Regions from separate parts of the Anas platyrhynchos genome. Here region 1 is linked to region 2. Evidence: chromatin contacts called from public Hi-C data. All regions are on one chromosome and are shown on one strand. The core of a region is the stretch at or near the end of the contact, and the rest is flanking DNA. Distances in the headings are between cores, read along the strand shown. Region 1 holds the start of STX2 (syntaxin 2). Region 2 holds the start of SFSWAP (splicing factor SWAP).

The links. A called contact is a pair of places that touch in the nucleus more often than the background predicts.
Region 1: a contact with region 2 is called in a Hi-C map of liver, with 3 times the contacts expected there. The contact joins the promoter of STX2 here to the promoter of SFSWAP in region 2. A contact is called at or near these places in 2 of 8 Hi-C or Micro-C datasets (liver and subcutaneous adipose tissue).

Annotation. Positions count from the first base shown.
Region 1 is chr16:13,471,968-13,478,302 of IASCAAS_PekinDuck_T2T, forward strand. It overlaps STX2 (syntaxin 2), which reads left to right and starts at 4,754. Exons shown (of 11, transcript XM_027470141.3): 1 at 4,754-4,927. The coding sequence starts at 4,898. RAN (RAN, member RAS oncogene family) reads right to left here and starts at 2,823. Exons shown (of 8, transcript XM_027470142.3): 1 at 2,744-2,823; 2 at 729-827.
Region 2 is chr16:12,977,742-12,984,856 of IASCAAS_PekinDuck_T2T, forward strand. It overlaps SFSWAP (splicing factor SWAP), which reads right to left and starts at 5,500. Exons shown (of 19, transcript XM_005018083.6): 1 at 5,011-5,500; 2 at 2,430-2,599; 3 at 1,743-1,880; 4 at 834-919. The coding sequence starts at 5,273.

The sequences.
Region 1 (6,335 bases), core at 3,504-6,003, 490 kb after region 2:
ACACCGCTCCCCCCCCCTCGGTCCCCTCTTCCCTCCAGCTCCCCCCCGGCCCCAGTCCCGGTCCACTGCCGCCTCCCCCCCCACACACGCGGCGGGAGCGTTCGGAAATGGCGGCGCCTCCCTCCACCCCCCTCCGCCCCGCAACAGCGGCGGCCGCCGCGCCCCTCTGCCTTTCGGGCCGGTTCCCCCAGCCCGAGCTGCACCCCCTCCACCCCCCCACTACCGCCTCACGGAGGGCTGCCCTCAACCCAGCTCCACAGAGAGCCCCCCCGAGCCACTCACAAGCGGTTATAACCCCCCCCTCTCCCCGAACACACGCATCGGGATGAGCTGCCCGGGGGTTCTCTGGGGGATCCCCAACGACGCCTCCCCACCCGCCCCCCCTCACAGCGGGCCCAGCGCCACCATGACTGGGCAGCGCCGTCTCCCCTCCCCCACGGGCCGTTGCTCGGGGGCCCCGCTCCACTCTACCTCCCGGATGCCGCCCGCCCTGGCTGCGGGGACAGAGGAGAGCCGGCCCTCACCCCGCTCTGAGGAGCGGCGGGATGGGGGCGCCGCGCACGGCCAGCGGCCTCACGGCACCAGCGCCGCTCACTGAGGCCCAGCCGCGCCGCGCCCCAGCCCCGCTCCCACGCGGCGCCCACCTCGCCCCGCTCTCTCCTCCGAGCGGCCCCGCTCCCCCCCGCACCCTCGGGGGGATGAAACGGAGGCCGCGCCGAGCCCGTTACCTTCCGCGAGGTTCCTCTCAGCGGCGCTCCGCGCAGTGACTGGGCGCTGGGAAGATGGCGGAAGCGCGGTTCAAATGCCCGGAGAGCGACGCCGCGCGGCTGCAGGGAGGGGGAGGGACCGCGCGTCACGTGGGGTGTGGCGGGGAGCGGGCGGGAGGCAGCGGGCGCGCGGCGGCCCCGCCTGAGGCAGCTACAGCCGCCGGTGCGAGAAGGGGGCCTCCCACCGCCGTGCCGAGGGCTGATGGAGAGGTCGGTCCGAGAGACCTCGAGGGCCTCGTCGGCCTCGTCCCCGTTCGTGTCCTGGAGAATGGGGTCAGGTGACCCGGTTCTTGGTCCACCCAGAGTTTTAAAAGCGCACGTAGTTGCTTGGAGAAACTACTAAAGTGTCGCTGGCACCGTTTAATAAAGCGGTTGGGATGTCTAATTAGAGGGTTTAATCGATTGACTCTAAGGTAAAAACTGTGCTCAAAAGGGCTGTCCTTAAATGTGCCTTACAACCAATATTCTTACGTCATACAAACTGATCTGCATTCATTACAGTGCACATGAATGAACATAAAACATGCATTGTAAGCCCTATTGAAGTTTTCTCACCACTCACGTCCAAACTTCAGTGGAACAAAGTTGCCCAAAAACTCTAAGACAACATAAAATAGATGTTTTGTATAGATTATACATACCAACTTCCCAAGTTCACACTGATCCCCTAATTTTTCCCCGTGTATAGTTATGGTTACCATAGTTCTCAATTTTTTCCCTAGTATACTTATGCAACTTTTACATGGTCTGCATAAAGTGTTGGTACATCCATAATACACAATCAATGAAGTTTAAATACCTCTGTATTGAAATAATATTAAAAATATTTAATGGCAGATTAAATACAAAAATGTAGTTTATATCTTGCTAATTTTCTACATATATAGTAGCAATGTGTACAGAAACTTTTGCAAGAGTCATTGCACTCCACTGTATGTTTTGCTTATTTGACGGCAATACAAATATTGCATAAGATTTTCTTTGTTGGAAGAATCACTGGCTTGTTGAACTTGCTTTCTTTTTGGACAACTTGTTTGTGTTTGCTTTTTTTTTTTAGCATATTTGCTCATCACCTCTAGGTGTCAGGAAGGATATTTTTCAGAATATATAACTCGTCTTACATTTTTCTCAGCATAATTCTATCTTTATAAAACCCTTGTGAATTCCACCTCTTTTCTTGACAAATAGGCAGTCATTTATAAATAGGAGCCCACAAAGCCACATTAGGGGAGTTTGGCAGTTTTTAAGAATATAAACACTTCCAGGAGAAAAATCAATCTCTAACTTTGTTTATAGACCATTCAGTGTACTTTATAAACTTCTCAGTAGTGTTACAGATAAATTACTGAACTACTTTTTCCCCTTCAAACATAAGTGGTAATACTATCTGATTCTTTAATTTGAATTATTAAAATAGATGGCCAATTAAAAAGTCCCCTGTTGTAGGTTTTGAGCTCTTCTCTAATATTTAAAAGTCACTATAAATTACTATGTGGGATCTAGGTTTTATAATCATGTATAAATAAGTGTTCAGAGCATCTATAGAATATCTGCTCCAGATAATCACATTCAGCAAAGGTAAAAAAAAAAAAACAAAAAAAACACTTCCAAGCACTCATCAACAGCATCAGATTGCTATCTAAGAGATTGGTGTCCACAAGATACCACTAGGTAATCAGCAAAATAATTGCCTTTAAAAGATCTTTGTTTCCTATAATTTGACTCAGGTTAGCTGAGAACAAACGTAGCAACTCACTGAAGCAGATAAAAAGATTTACTTAAAGTAAAAGACAACCTTTATTACTAAGTTATTTAAGGACAAATGAGGATTGGTACAAAAGGTACTATTATGGGAGATAAATAGCTCCAACAGTATCATATTTTAGAACTGCTTTATCAGTAAGAAGAAAAACCATTTTGTAAACTGTAAAAGAAGGCAACAATATATGCTAGCAAGCAATGCAGAGAAAGTATACCTCCCACTGGTAGAAAAGTATCTGGAATACGAGCTCAAGCAGGAATGGAGGTCTACATGCTGATGTTCAAGGCGACACAGGAAATTACACTGAAAAGATTTTAAGAGGAAATTAGTCACTTTCAGCATGAATAGGTAACATGGATCACACAGTACTAAAATTCAATCAAAATATGCATTTGAAAGTCAATTTTCATTTTTTTTTTTAACCATGTAAAGCTGACATAAAATGAAAAAGCATGTCTTACTCCAAGTTTCATTAACAGACTATACTCTTGGAAAATAAGCATTTACTAAGTCAATGGTGAAGAGCAGATGCAGATCTGAATTTTTTCAGAGAACGAAATTCAGCAACTTACTGTCATCGAAGCAGTTTACAATGCCTCTACAATGCCAAGTTTAAATTCCTCATCCAACACTGGAACAAAATTATTTAAATACATAAAATATATAAATAGTATTGGATTATTATACTCAGTATCCAAAAGTGACATTTTTAGAAACAGTTGCTGCTCAACAAATAATGTTGGAAATAAAGTTTATATACACTAGAACCAGGATACTAATAATTATGAGTATATACTAATAATTACAGATAATTATAGTTTGAAGTGGTACTTGATAGCAAGCACCTATGGACAAAACCACACCACTACTAAAGACCTTCTGCCTTCTATAAAATGTCCATGATTTATTTCCTAGAAGCTCTCAGGCCCTTAAGGCCTGCTGTTGCATCTATTCAGCACATTGGTGAGTTCCTTATCCTGTGAGCCCTTGCAGTCACTGGTTTTGGTGTTGTAGTGGAGACCTAAACATTAATAAAACACAGTGTTTCTCAACCCTTTTTGGCCTAAGAGTTAAAAGAAGTCAACTGACCACCTTGTGACCCAAACGTGCAGCTTGCCTTTTTACATTTCCAGTCATGATATGGGTCCTTCATAGCTGTTTCATGGGTGACCCCAAGCTGTGGCTTAAAACCGCAGGGACAGTGGGATGCCTAAACCTGGCCAGCAGAAGTAGCAACAGTGGGAGATGCAGTCTGTCTGCTTTTGGTAATGACGTGCAGAAAGCAAACTCCACAATCAGTAAGATTGTAAAGTAGGTGTGTTTATTCAGCACTGGGCAGCACAGAGGGTAGTCCCACCGAAGTCGTGCGCACCCCAACACGGCACTCGCCTGGGTTATACGTGGTGAAGAGTTACATATGCATGAAGTTTCTTGAGATGCCTATACATATGCATGACCTACCCCCACTTTGTATTAAAATTAGTTCCAGGGAGTCATTTTAATAGATTCCTCCTAGCCACGCTTGTGCAGTGTATTCTGGTAGTGGTCGCTGGGGGTCATGGTGATGAAGATTAGTGAGTCTTCCTCGTCACTGCTAGTTGACCTCTCATCTCAGCACAGACTCATAAGCTTCTCAGCTTCTGCTTAAACTGCATATTCAGTTTCAGTTGGTTCTTGAAATGTGTTTCCTGTTTTCTATCAGGAACTGTTTTTCGTGAGGAATCCCAGAATTTCCTGCCACAGTTTCTTTGCACAATAGGTAGCGGAAGATATAGTACGTGTCTCTTACCTGTCTTATTTACTGAAATCCTTTTAGCTTCCTTTCACATGCTCGTTAGTCTACCTTATCTACTAAAATTCTTTCAGCCTCCTCTCAGTAACTAAACATGAAATTTTAAGAAGCCTGTCTGCAGTCTATCCACATTGTACACCAGAGGATTACATTCATTAAAAAAAAAAAAAAAGGCACATAACCACGTAACAATTTTTTCCAGCTCTTCTCCTTAGTATTCCCTTGCAGGCCCACCGCCCCTCCCTGCCCTTCAAAGCGCCCGCCGTGACTACATCCCCACCGCCACCCCGCGGGGCACAGTCGCCATTTTGATTACCTCAGCCCCGCCGCGCCGTCAGCAGCGCGAGGACGCCTGCGCGGAGCCGCGCGCCATTTTCCCCTCTATTCCGCCCCTCTGCGGGGCGCATGAGCGGTGCGGGTGGCGGCGGCCGTGAGGTGGGGCGGGGGGTGGGAGGGTGGCTGAGCAGAGCCGGTTGAGGGGCGGCCCCGCGGCGGGCAGGGCAGGGCCGGGCCGGGCCGGGCCGGGTGCTGACGGCTCCGAGAGAGGAGCTGAGGGAAGGCTGAGGGGCCGCAGGAATGAAGGACCGGCTGGCCGACCTGCAGGAGGTGAGGGAGGCGGGGGCTGCCCTGGCCGTTACCGCCGCGGCCGCTGAGGAAGCGCCTCGGGCGCGGCCCCGGGTCTCCGCGGGGCCGGCGCCGCGTAGGAGGAACGCGGGGGTTGACCTGGTGGCCTTGAGGCCCTTTAATCTGTCGGTGTGGCTGGCTTTGGGGCCCTTCTTTAACCTCTCGGGGAGTAATTGAAGGGCCCCTCTCGGGGTCCTTCTTTAACTTCTCCTGCGTAATTGAAAGTACGCAGGAATTTCTGTGATAATTCCTAAACGCCACATACGCATACAACTTGGCCTGTGCTGAGCTGTGTGAAGGTTTGGGGCTCGTTTGTCTTGAAGCTCTAAGTTCATATTTTCCAGATAATAAAAATATGTTTTGCAAGGTCCAAAGCTTCACTCTTCTCTCCAAAGGGATAAATTGGCATGCAAGGTCATTAGAGCACAATATCTTTACCAGGAAAGATATATCGGAGCAGTGCCAAAGAAATGAGCATTTTCTTTCATGTATACTTCAACCCTTCTTCTGTTTCCTGTTTATAAACATGGCCAGGTTATGGGAATATGCACCAAATTTCAGTAGTGGTAGTTGCTTCCCAGAAAGAGGAAGCAGTAAGTGGTGATCTGTGTTTGTTTTATAATGCCAAACAAGTACACTTCCTTTTGATGGAGGGGAAGCAACAGTGGGCTGTGTGTATATATTTTAAAAATAAGTAAATTGTTACAATTTTTTTTATTGTAGTTGAAGGTTTTTACTGTATGTATATTTTTTTGGCCCGCTTTAGTATTTGATATCTAAAAACATTACTGCAGGAGGCTATTTCTTTAACTAAAGCATTGCTGCAGAAAATTACTGCTTTAAGTCTAAACACTAAGGTCAGTATTGCTGAATTGCGTCATATGTTCATCAACGTAGTTAAGTTTAGAATTAATGAATAGATCTAAGACTTGAAACTGAAGCTTCCTTATACCTAGAAGGAAGTCCTTTAACATCAAGTGAAGTCAACAGCTATAGAAGAGTCCGTGTTTTATCACTTAAAAGTTCACCGTTGACATGAAGATTTGAAAAGTTGTGTGTCACAAGAGGTGGGCTCTGTAAAACTTGATTTGCACAGGGAATTTGTAGAAGTAATTATTTCCATTTTGCCTCTTTATCTTAAATATAAAAAAAAAAAAAAATTGATCAGCAATTAACGTTTATTTGCCTATTTTCCATAGCGTTTCAATCTTATTATTGTAGTTCATCACGTTTTATTTGATTAAAGCATTCAGTGAAGGGTAGAGCTTCTATATTGTCATTTTTAAACAGGTCTGGGCCTGCAGAATCTTAAGGAATTACTGAATCTTACCTCTTCCCCTTAAAATAATGTTATTTTGTATTGCATTGGTTATGTTTTTCACGTCAGCTT
Region 2 (7,115 bases), core at 4,250-6,749:
AAGAACAGTCTTACACAAATACTGTGTGAATGAATAGTCACTCTAACAAATTGCTTTGAATCTTTACTAGCTAAGATTATCAAGTTGAGAAGGCAGCCCAAAGGTAAATTAGCATTTCCACAAACACGGTGTAGAAAACAGATTATTACTGCCCTTCTCAGCATCTCTTCTGAAACCTGAAATAAATTTAAATTCATCATGTTTACAGCTGTACTTAAACACCAACATTACTTCACTTCAGTCAAGGATCTTGAAGGAAGACACTGTTCAACTCCCTTTAGGGAAAACATGCAAGTTGTTGTTAAGCTTACAGCTTACAACGTAGCACACTCTCGTAAGGTCACGTGAAGGAAAGAGCTTCTGTAATGCTAATACTTTCAAGTTATTTCAGAATTTTCTAGAAATAAATTATTACTTTCCTCCTGGAATAGGCTAGCCTTAAATGTAGCCTTTCCATTAGTTACCTCCTTTACATTGGTCACTTCCTACCCAGTTCAGATTGGCCCAAATTAAAACAAATCTCAAAAGTCAACAGAAGCGTTCTTCTGGTTTAACAGTCCTTTCCACTTTTTATTTTCTCCACATTCTCTAAAATATCATAAATGATACTAAATGCACTTAGCATAAACACAGTAGTAATTTCCGTGTGAATAGGAAGATTCAACAGAGTTAAAAGAACTCAAAAATTCAAGGCTGTACATTTGGAATTAAGCTGCTATTTGAGAATTAAGTTAAAGTCTACCAAACTGAAGTTAATGGAGAAAAATCAGTATAACACTATAATGTCTTGAAAATTGACAGAAATGTAGGCTGCGTAAAATGTACACACATACCAGTTCCACATCAGAAGGTACATTCAATCCCGGAGGGGCAACAAAAGGTTCTTCATTTTCTTCTACGTTTTCTGTCTGTGCTGCTTCTACAATAAATGGCAAGGTTAAAACACCAGAGCACAAAACACGACTAACTTTCAAATGTTAACAAAAAATTATTTAAAAAAAAAAAAAAAACCCTTACCTAAAAGTATTTATCTTTACACCTAGGTAAGTTAAGCATATCTCATATCACAGTAACCCAGCAATAGGTTGTTAAATAACCCTAGTAGTTAAATAAGTAGTAGTAAGTGTATTTAAATAATATGTAGTTTAATACTTAATTAAACAATCCTAACATAACTAAGACATAGTTCAATAACACTTGAAAGCTTCCTTAAGACTTCCCATTAAAAATACAGTTATCATAATTAAAGATGGGAGCGTGAGAACCTGAACTGTGCATTTAAGATCACAAAGAAAAGCATACTACACTGAGAACGGTCTTGTTTGTAATTACTAAGGTGGCGAAATCTAAATCTAAAAATTCTACTACAGTTAATTATTGTTTTGTTTGTTTGTTTCTAGTGATCTTTTCCTTCTTGACCAAGAAACATAGCGGTAAAATATTGTCATGTGATGAAATACAAGAGTTTTTATGATTAAGAACCTGCAGGACAGCAGAATTAAACTTCTGATCCTGATTACTGCAGTATTGACCATGGTTTATCAGGAAAATATTTTAACATGTCAAGAGGAAGTTTTCACAAAAACTTAGTAACAAACTTCCATAAAAATGTAACCTCTACTTAAACTGAAATACTATTGCATTAAAATGTGTGTAAAAACGTCAAAGATTTTCAATCTTGAACTACATGGGAGACAGAGGTGCTTCCTCTTAATTAACCCTCACTGTTTTTAACTCCTCACCTCTTTGTTTTGTGGGCTGATGTTCCTCCTCCTCAGTGGGTTCTGAAGGGTCATAATAATCACTGCCATAACGGAATCCCACTGCATTATAGGTACCATCTTCTGCCAAAGCTTCACTCAGTCTTTTATATTCCTCCTCTTGAACAAAAATACAATTATCAATTAATACAAGATATATTAAAGCTAATGCTTTTTAAAAAAAGAAAAAAAAAATGATTCTTACTTAAGTTTTTAGATGAGACGTTTTCACCTGTTTTAACTTTCATTTAAAACTGAATAGAAAAAGACAGCATGTAAATATGCTGACCATTTATGTCTCCCTAAAGAGATAAAGGCTGAGGGTTAAGACATTCTAACATGATTATTCACAGAAGAACACTGACTTTCAGTTATACAACACTGAAAAAGAAGCAGGGTGTGTTTATTCTGTTGTTTTTTTGGGGGGTAGGGTGGGTGTCTGAAATCCCAGTCTGCCCTCAGAATCAGGGCAGTTTCTGTGTGGATCTATATTTAAACTATCCTGTGGTCCTCTCACATACGCAAAGACTCCCGCTTTTCGAATCCACTGGATACTGTCAAGATAACATCAGAAAAAAAAGAGAGTATAAAATAAGTAGGAGTAAATTTAATTAATTTCAAAATTATTTATTTAAACATGCTAACTCAGGAAGTTTCCTTGAGCAATACCTTGCCTCGCCTCCTCCTCAAGCAAGTCCGTATGCAAGGCTAAATACCTCTCTTCATCACAGAGGGCTTCTATTCTAGCTTCCTCTTCAGACAACTGATAATCTCTGTTCCACGTGGAATATTCAGCATCATATTCAGAAAGGTCATGCAGGTGACCACGCCCATCATACCTGCAAGATGAAAAAGCTGGTCAATGAAAAAAACTTAGGGCTTGAGTTTATGCGACTACTTAAATACTTACCCATTAAAAATGAAAAAAAAATACTTATACGTTAAAGCATATTTCCTTTTAGAAGTTACGTTTAATTTTGCTAATCATTTGTCACCAACTACTGAAAATTTGTTTAATAGGCTAGATTCCTCTCAAAGAAACTAATAAATTATTACAATTAAAGGCAAAGGTATCCTTTAATAGTTTAAGTGGGATCCATTTCCTTAACAGCTCTTACCGTACGTGGTTCAACCAACCAATCAATGTCACTTGCAAAATATGTTTTTCTGGAAAGTCAAATAGCTTACATTCACACAAACCCGAATACATAAATACCTATCCGTAAGAACCAAACGGTCGAAATTTCCTCGCTTCTTTCTGCTAGTCCCGAACTCTCAGGAGATATCTTCACCATAGAAACTTGCGTCCATTGGAGGTAAAATCATGGCTAGGCTCGGCCCCTAGCCATTTGGCTGAGGAAATAAGTTCTGGGTTATGTGATAGAGAGACACACATACATAGGAACAGTAACATATACATGCAATTCAAGGAGGTTCACCGTAAAAACGGCTAAGATCAATGACGTACACTTCCTTTCTACTAAGCAGAAAATTTTATTTGCAAGAAAAGCGTTGCATCAGGATAATGTTTATGCATCAGTAAAAGAAACTGATTGAAAAGTGACAGTAAACTCCACTCCGCTGAGGTGTCTTCCCACACACAACTCTTGACTTGTGCCAACTTGCTAGACCAAAAACAAAGAAAGTAAATATTCTAATAGCAAAGTTAATGAAACACGTAGGTCTGGTTAATCAAGCTCTGTCCACAGGCAAACTTCAACCCATGTCTTCTCATAGCAATGTGCTTTTCTCAAAATGGTGAAAATGAAGACTGCTGCTGGAGATAAAAAGAATCTAAGCTTCCAAAGGAGTTTATAGGATTAGTAAATACAAGCTTCCTTAACTTACAAATGTTTGTTATTTGAACTTTTTAGTATTGTATGTATGGATGTGCATGCACATACTTCATTTTTGCTCCCAACAATTTCTGTAATTACAATAAACTGGGTTACTGCTGTACAGAACCACAAAAATGGCCTCTACCTCCTAATGAAATACGCCATACAAGTGAGTTGCCCTTAGAAGTGTGCATTATAACACTTCTCATGTAAGTAAAATATAAAATAACTTATTTTTTACTCATGTTTTTGTATTTATTGCAATTTAACTAATTAAACTGTAAGAATCCAAAATAGTGCAAGAACATCTCCTTTCCCTGCATTCTTATGGATTTTTTTTCACGCTTTTTTTTTTTTTGTTGTTGAATCGGAACAAGAAAAATCATGCTTAGCATCACACCAATGATGAAATTGGGGGAACAAATATGTATAGTATGTCATGTGATCCTTTTCAACCCAAAACCCTTCCATCTTTCCACTGAATTTTTCAGGATCAGCCACAACTCCTCTTAAATAGTACTTTCATTGCTCCACTGACATATACCCAACCTGACTTCTGATTTTCTTTCTCCAGATGTATATTCAAAAGATTCTTTCTGAATAAATTATTTCTAAACCCCATCCTGAACCAGTGAGACTTCTTAAGAGACCAGAAGAAAAACCAAACCACTAAATTCTGTTATACTTTCTGGCCATAAACCTGTATGTACTGCAAAACAACCTAAAAAGCCACCTCTGCCATTAAATGTGAGGAGCAAACACCCCTAATGAGACCCACTCTGCCACTAACATACATTAACGCATGGCACGAGGAAAATGTAATTAGACCATGAATTGCTCTTTGGGTATCACGTCAACAACTTGCAGTCAGACTACACAGGATAAGTATGGAAGCCCCACTTTCCCTAAGGATAAATGGGTAAATGCCTTTTCGCTCCCTGCCCTACGCTCTAGTTGCTTAGAGAATGCAGAAAGCTACCTATCAGCATTCCAATGCAATAAGGCTTCCTTGGTTTCCATGTGAGGATAGACAATAGTAGGGGTTTGCACTGAAAAGGTGCAAAACCTTCACGTTCTCCACTCCACAAACCCTATCCTAGCAAGTGGAAGAGGAAGACACAATGCACACTGGATGCCCGAGGGAGGGGTACCTCCCCACGCTGCCAGAGAGGGGAACCCCAAGTTCCCGTTGCCTGGAGGATGTCAGCCTTACAACAGCAGCACTCAAAGCACCCTAGCAGGAGGAGCAGCCCTCCAAGCCTGCCAGTGAAGATCCCCACACATCGATCGGCCAGAGCGAGCCCTCCATTGCTCATCCCCCGCCCTCGCTTGCCCACAGCACAAGGGGAGGAACAGAAAGAGGCTATAACAGGAGATCTCGCAGCAGAGTCTGGGGGTTGTGGTACACCGACCTATCGATCATGATCTTGGGGTCTCCCATCCAAGGAATAAGGTGTCGCCCCTGCTCCTGGTACTGAGCCTTCTCATCATCTCGAAACAGCTTGCAGGCATAGCCGAACACCAGCAGCTCCACACGGCTATTCCCACCTCCACCTCCTCCTCCTCCACCTCCTCCGGGGGGCCCGGGGACCGCTGCCCCGCCTGACAACAACATGAGGGGCGGCGGGCCTGCCTCTTCTGCGCTCCGGCGAGAGCCCCCGACCCCTCCGTACATCACCGGGGGACGCAGCGGGGAGGAGGAAACTCGCAGCAACAGCGACTGTCCGAGAAGCGAGTCCCCCAGGAGGCCGGGCCCGCGCTAAACTCTCCAGCTCCACAGCACCACGGTCGCCATCACCCGAAACAAAATGGCGACGCTTCCTCTTCCGCTGGCCGAGCAGAGGGCGGCCCGGCTGCCGGAGCTCGGCAGATTCGCCTCAGCTCTCGGGACGGGGAACCCGCAGCCCCCGAGGCGCGGTGAAGCTCCGTGCTACCGGCGGTGGCGGGGTGGGGCGGGCGGAACGCTCTGAGGCGACAACAGTCGGTGGCGTGGTGGCCACAGTGACGCGGGGGTGTGACGAAAGTGCGGAACCCCGGGGGATGGGAGGCTCAAGGGAAAAGGGGCCTGGGAGCCGTGGGGGAGGGGCTGGTGGCTGGGGAAGATTTGTCTTGTAGTTGATAAAACACAATATTTGCTAATATATATATATAGTCTGGGTCAAATTTTCTAATGATGTTTCCCTCAGTGTGATATTATTTTCCTGTTTTTGGTAAAAACCTGTGTAACGTGGCTGTTATATATGGAGTGGTCATTCGTGTCAAGAAAATGGTTGATATTAATAAAGAAGGGGGAGATTTGGGAATGTGGCCATGGGGGTTGGAAAGCCCCGGGGTTGAGATAACATTAGACTCTTAACGACGAGGCCATCAGGAATATAAAAGAGTTTAGAGGGAACAAAGAAGGGTGGTTCAGGAGACTCCATGCAGCCTGGGGTTTCTTGTTCTCCAGCTGGTTCTCTTGTTCTCCAGCCGTTAAGGCGTGGATGTTTCTGGGTGTTTGCTGTTGTTGTTACGTTCAAAGTTGCTTGACCAATGAAAAGTTGTTTTGAAAAGAACTGCTGTGGAGAGAAGGGTATAAGAGGGGAAACTGCCCTCAAGATAAAAGAAGAAAAAAAAAAGGCAACACGATGAAGTTACATCATCAATAAAGAAGCAGGAAAATGAAGTTAAGAGGAACAGGCTGGCAGAATGGAGACCAGGACGGGAGCAGGCACTTTGCCTCATGAAGATAGGTTCACCAAACTCAGCAAACTGCTCAGAGAAGCTCGTACAGAAAGTCGCTGGGAATAAGCGCACTGGAGCTGGAGAAAAGCTCAAGCTGAGAGAAGTGGACCTGTGCACACCACTGCCTCTCACTGGTAAGCAGCTGCGCATTGTGGGGAATCATACATCCTTAGGAACAAAGACTGTCCTGGTAACCTTACAGCTTATTCTCCTTCTTAACAATCGGACAGTTCACGAGCCTGAAATACGGGATCAAACTGAGGTCAAGGTGTGGGACTCTGCAACTAAAAACGACAAGGTTGCAGTGGGATTGCTCGGCATCTGGCGAGAAATCTCTGAGGCCTTAAAGAGCCCTGTGGAGCCACAATCACAAACATGTGGCTTGCCAGACAGTGAGGGAGCTGCGGGCTCCTTTACTGATCCGACTGCTACGCCATCGTCATCGGCCTCTCTGCTGCCAGAGCCATCGAAGGCTTTTGCTGTTACGCCCCCTGATGACCTGAATGTGCCTTTTGACCCAGGCCCTATTGGCCTTGAAAAGGAGATGGATGTGCTTTTCTTTGATCCAGGAAGAACGGGATACATAAGGCCTGAAGACCGAGTTGCTTGACAACTTGAAGCGAGACACGTTGTTCAAAAGGAATGGAAAATGGAGACTGTTAAGTCATGGAACTTACAGGATTGTTTGTTACCTTTCCAGATTGTACGTATGTATAGGCATACTCGGGTTTAGTATGTCAAGCAATGTTCTGTATATTTAGAATGTTTGATGTTCGTGTGTGCGTGTTGGTGG